Linked DNA regions of Bos taurus: region 1 is linked to region 2. A link is a contact called in public Hi-C data. All regions are on one chromosome and are shown on one strand. The core of a region is the stretch at or near the end of the contact, and the rest is flanking DNA. Distances in the headings are between cores, read along the strand shown.

Evidence for each region. A called contact is a pair of places that touch in the nucleus more often than the background predicts.
Region 1: a Hi-C map of an unstated tissue shows a contact between it and region 2, with 3 times the contacts expected there. The contact joins the enhancer-like site here to the promoter of TIGD3 in region 2. A contact is called at or near these places in 2 of 11 Hi-C or Micro-C datasets (skeletal muscle and an unstated tissue).

What each region holds. Positions count from the first base shown.
Region 1 is chr29:43,669,987-43,672,927 of ARS-UCD2.0, reverse strand. It overlaps LOC112444863 (a long non-coding RNA gene), which reads left to right. Exons shown (of 2, transcript XR_009493394.1): 1 at 1-2,941. Among named protein-coding and RNA genes, the nearest start is that of SCYL1, 33 kb to the left of the region's middle. Within about 2 kb of position 1,322, at least 98 of the 102 cell types and tissues checked have an H3K27ac peak or open chromatin away from gene starts, as enhancers often do. A contact at or near this core is called in skeletal muscle, where this site is marked.
Region 2 is chr29:43,552,306-43,555,230 of ARS-UCD2.0, reverse strand. It overlaps TIGD3 (tigger transposable element derived 3), which reads right to left and starts at 1,479. Exons shown (of 2, transcript XM_005227228.5): 1 at 578-1,479.

The sequences.
Region 1 (2,941 bases), core at 73-2,572, 120 kb before region 2:
TCCTGTCTGCCGCTCCTGTCTTCCTAGCTTCACTGAATCCACTTCTGCGTAGCACCTGCGTCAGCTGTTATTTAGCGCCTAGTCCTCAGGATTTAAACATTCATCTTAGCTCAAAGTCCAATAACTCGATGGTTATTCTTGCTCTTCAATTTAATTCACTTATAAAGTCCTTTACATTTTCCAAAGGAAACTACGCTACCGCATTTAAGGCCTTTCAGATTTTTAACTCTCCCAAATACATTCTTAACTTTTAAGTTACTTCAGTCCCCTTCAGTAACTTTTTGCTGAGATTTTAAATTGACTCTCCTAGTTTCCGGATTTTCTTCTAAGTTGGTCCTGGTCTACAGTAGTTTTAAAAAAAAAAACCCTCATCTTCTGAGATCTAACTTTTGCACCACCAGAAATAAGTTGATGGGCTTTTACAATAAATTCTTATTGGCTATAAAAATTTCCTTAGTTTTTGTTCCTGTAATTTATCCAACATTATTGATTTTGAACTATCTAAATTTTTGGACGTCTATCTTGTATGTTTGCGTCCAATAGCTTTCTTTTCATTCTATCTTAAGCACTCGACCGTATTTTCAATTTTCTCCTAGATTTGTCTTTTTCTGCCTACTTACTAGGCTCAGGTTTTATCTTCTAAAACGTGTATCTCTTATCTTCTCTAGTTTTTTCTTCACCTTCCTGTACTTCTGTCTTCCGAATTTTCCACTTCAAACTTCCAATTTTCTTTCCTACCATTCCTAATATTTCCGTCAACTTTAGCCAAACAAAGCCTTAGTATCAAGCAGGCTTCAAATGACGCCATTTTTACTGCGCCGTGAATCTGAAGGCATTATTTCTGAAACCACCTTCAGTTAAATCTTAAGATGGCCTTTGTAGTATTTTAATCACCTACAACTCAACCTTTTAAAACGTTTAGGTTCGATTTACGTAACCCAACGTTTTAATGTTAAGGTAAAAGGTTGCCCTTCAAGTTAAGGCTTTAAAAAAAAAATCCAGACATTGCAGTCCTAGCTCATCAATTCTTTTAAATTTTTCACTCCATGAAAAAATTTCAGCTCTTAACCTCCCTCAGGTTCTAAAATTATCTTTTTTCTTCCCTCTTCCTTTCTCCAACTACTCTTTAAGTCTTCATATTTTCCCTAAAATTTATCTAAGAACTTAATGCAAAGCAGTATCTCCGTATTTTCACTACTTATAATCCCTAAAGAAATACACTAACGCCTATCTTTTTTAATAGAAAAACTTATCTGCGGGCTCCTCAAGCAGCATCTCCATCCCTAAAGCCATCTCTGCGCTCGCTGCCTCAATGCCTGTCGCACAGTCCGCAGCGGAGTATTTATAGAACAAGTACAGCTCACACCTCCGGTATTCAATACTCCTCCGCCGCCTTTGTGAGGAAAGCAAAAATAGTTCCTCTGAAGAGGTAAAAATAGAATCTCATTTACAAAACTTTCTGGATTTTTCCTAACAGTTTATCCAACTTGCTTGCAAGCCCTGTACCTTGTACTTATTAGCAAATAGATTTGAGCTGAAAATTTGGGCAAAAACAATGAAAAGCACATCTAAATAAACATCGAATAGCTCATAAAAACTAAGCGCCGTTACGTGGGAATGTTTCTAGTAGGTTTTAAAATACTTTTCGTGTTTCCTTGGAGTACATTGGGTACAAGTCAGTGGTTTTGGAAAGAAGGTTAAGTTTCCTGACGGCCTTCCTTTCCATTATGCAACCGAACTTCAGCCTCACAACTACAGACCGCAGCCATTTTAGAAGCCGTAAAGTTTTGGGAGGCACCCCCCCCCCCAAAAAAAAAAACACAAAAACGGTCTCAGGTCCTGCGAGGTGGTTTTGATGTTTATACCTCACCCGGCTCATTTGGCCTTTTATTCGTAAAATACAGCTACTCCGGGTTATCCACTTAAGAATTCTACTAATTGTAGAAATCCACTTCCGGAAAATCTCTCAACAGTCACCGTTTACTGTTGTCCCCTGCAATAGAGCTGGACCCATCTGAAGGGCTTAACACAATGGTGGGCTTGTTACTTGGCTTTTGTTGTTGATTTTGTATTTACTAAATACCAGCTAGACTCCTACACTTTTGGTAGCCTGTTTAGACATGGCCTGGACTTTCTGTTCTTTCCAAACGTGTGCTGTTTCAAGTATCCGGAAAAGCCAATGGTTTCACTGTCAAAGACAGACCTTCGGCTGCCACTCGCGGAAGGAACGTGTTCTAAAATGTTGTGAACCTTTAGTTAAGGGTTTACTAGGTTTTTGTGGTTTTCCCCCCTCCCCAAATTTTGTATTATCTCCATTTTGATTCCCTTAAGACTTTTAAAAGTAGAGCACAAAGAGAAATAACTTTTTCCCAAACCCAAAGCCTTTTCTTTGTCCAGGTTAATCAGTAGTCCATTTTAAAAACACGTTCTCTGTCCTACCAAAAGGGAAATCCGAGGGAAGCACCGGGAAAGGAGAACTGCTGCGTCTCCGACGTTTGAAGACATGCCTCAGTTCTCCCGACTGCAAGGGGGACCTGTCTCGCGGGCGAGGGCTGAGGATTTAGAAAAGACAATGGCGCCGGTGGTTTCCAGACACGCCTTCCACGCAGCTAAAGCGACTGCGGCGACAAGAAACCAGGGAGAGGCCAAGCGGGATAAGTATAACCTCCAAAACCCTCGGCCAGTGAGTCCAGGGGTGGGGCTCGATCCCCACACCCCACGCCGGCACGGCGCAGGGATATGCTGGCCGTGAGCCGCCTCCCTTTGTGAGGCGTCGACTCGCGGGCGGTGTTGCCGGTTCTAACCGGCTCCAACCGGTCCCGGCCGCCTCCCGGGGCGGTGGCGGTGGCGGTGGCTGTTGACGCAGCGCGCCACTGCGCACGCGCGCCCCACCCCCAAGGCCAATGCCTAGCCTAGAGAAATGCGTGGGGGAGGGTGGCAG
Region 2 (2,925 bases), core at 230-2,729:
CAGACACAACAAAGGAGCGTGGACGGGGGAGGACAGGGGCTGGGGCCGAGGGGGGCAGGTGTAGGGGATAATCAGAGCGGGCGGGAGGAACCCCCAGGACAGGGAGGGGGCTCCGGGCCTAGGCTGAATTTAGATGATGTTGGGGGCGGGTGGTGGAGTGAATGAACAGAGTTGGGGTGACAGGTGTACAGACGACAAAGAGGGACGGACTAGGGGCTGAAGAAGCAAGTCTAATTTGGGGCTGGGTCCTGAGCAGGGAAGGCTGGGCCGGGGTCCGGCCTGGAGAGGGGGTGGATGGAAACACAAGGCCGAAAGGCAGGTGCACAGGCGACAAAGGGCAGGAGGGGTTAGGAGGCCGCGGGCAGCGAGAGGGGCGGGTTGTCCTCAGCGGGGAGGCTTGTGGCCTGGGAGGGCAGGGGGACGAGCGTCCGGGACCCAGGCAGGCGAGGAGTCGGGCTCCGCAACTCGGCTGGCCTCTCCCTCTGGTGACCCGGAGTCCATCGGCAGGGCGGACCCAGTCATCTGCCTGCCCGGCCTCCCCGCCTCCCGGCTTCCAGCCCTTCCGCTCTGCACCCACCTCAGGCGCTCGTCCCGCGGCTGCCGCCCGGGTCCCAGCTCTGGCTGGGGCCGGACTCCCGAGCCCCTCTCCCGGCGGCTACCGGAGAGCAGGAGAGGGACGCGCCGAGCGGACAGAGGGGCTGCGCGGGCGGCGGGCGCGCGCACCCTCTGCGCGCAGCCCGCGCGGGGGTCTCTCCAGGCTGGGAAGACCGATGTCCGCCGCTCAGCATCCACCCGCCGCAGCCCCGCCCCGAACCAATTAGATAGGCCTTCGGTGAAGTCCGTCCCGCCCCCGGCTAAGTCTCATTGGACATTGCGAAAGTGGCGGGTCGTCAGGTCCCCGAGGGGACGGAGCTTTCTGCAAGAAGGGATGGCGAGGCGGAGACTGGTCGCGGCGGGAGTCCTGCATGCGCCGCCAGCCTCAGGGACCCGGCCCTCGGAGCCTGACAGGACTCGACAGCGTGGACGCAGTACGTCTTCCTGGCCGTGACCCTAGGCAGCTTCCTCATCTACCAAACAGATCTCGTTCCCCTTACCCAGTGGTCTTTGAAAAATAGAAGCAGGTTATAAGCCACACAAAAGATGTTACCATGGACAGCACTGACCTCAGGTCGGTCAGCCAAGGTACAACAGACTGTTGTAGCCATGCATTCTGGGAAACAAACTCACTCAGAAGGACAACGCAGATAGTGGAGTGCAGTTTATTACACCGGCGGGCCCAAGGCAGACTCTCCTCTTAGGTAAGGACCCCAACCAGTTTTTGTGAAAACCTTATATACCCGTGAAGGAGGAAACAGAGGAAGCTTCATCTTGAAAGCAGGACTCCATCTTGGGCCATACTGTGGACTTTGAGCTGTATGCCCAGTATCTATGGAAATGACATACCAACTGGAAAACCAGACCCCCCTGGATGGAAGAGCCCCAGGGCTCATACCTAGACTCTCCGTCGCCTGAAAGAATACCCTGATTATCTGTGTAACCCAATGGAATCATAAATTTTATTATACTTCTTGGGGTATGACCACAGACCTATTGCTAATTGTCCACTGTTAACTACCTAGGCTACTTTGTATCTTTCTTTTCCTTTGTTCAGACTAGTTACAGGGAATTTGGGGAAGTGGGTTTGGGCACTGTACACTTAGGGTATATAAGGTTTTCACAAAAACCGGTCGGGGTTCTTGGCTAAGCGGAGACTGCTTTGGGCCTGCTGGTGTAATAAACTGCACTCCACTATCTGTATTGTCCGAGTGAGTTTGTTTCCCAGAATGCGTGGCTACAATACCCTAAGTGTATCTGCCCAAACCCACCTCCCCAAATTCCCTGAAACTAGTCTGAACAAAGGAAAAGAAAGATACAAAGTTAACCCATGATTCATATGCCTTAAGTCTACTGTGGTTAACAGGGGACAATTATCAACAGGCCTGTGGTCATACCCCAAGAAGCATAATAAAATTTATGACTATTGGGTTACACAGATAATCAGGGTATTCTTTCAGGCCATGGAGAGTCTAGGTATGAGCCCTGGGGCTCTTCCATCCGGGGGTCTGGTTTTCCTGTTGGTATGTCGTTTCCATAGATACTGGACATACAGCTCAAAGTCCACAGTCTGGCCCAAGATGGAGTCCTGCTTTCAAAATAGAGTCTATTCTGTCTCCTCCTTCAAGACTACTTGCTTGGGGCTAGTTCTGAGTTAGGGCATGTGGAGATTAATTTTTATTTAGTTTTGGTATCTTTTTGGCAAGACTCAAGTTCCTAAAGTCAAGATTTAGTATTCCTTTCCTTGGTAGACTTCAGTTCTTTGAAGTCCAAAGTAGACTTTAACCCCGCGTCTGGAGTGCCGAATCCTCAGCTCTAGACTGCTTTCCTCTCCCTTTAGTCAAGTCAAAGTCTGGGGCCACAGGTGAGTCCCCTTTCTCACAGGCTTTCCTTCCCATCCCAACCCTGATCCCTCTTCCATCCTTCTATGTCCCATCCTAAATCCTCCTTCAGCAACCTTTCCAAATCTCTTCTCAATGATACAGGGCTCTCATCAGCATCTCATCTTCTACACTTAGTCCACCAGCAAGGATCATTTCACTGCTTTACTCCCTCTGCTCCAGGCCTACTTCCAGGTACTGACAGGCGGATGGGGGCTGTGCTGTGTCCCTAATACGATTCCAAACTGGAGCACCTGGCTTACTTAACTGAGCACAGGGGCCCAGGCCACTCTGCCTTCCAGGAGGAACAAGTGGCCTTCAGGCTGGCCCAGAAAACCCTAAGCATGTTTCAGGGGGTTCATAACTGATTCATACCTTTCACGTGTTGGCTGAAGGAAAAAGAAACTCCTTTTTGTGCTCATAAATCTGTCTGGAAAGGCTGTAGCACTGC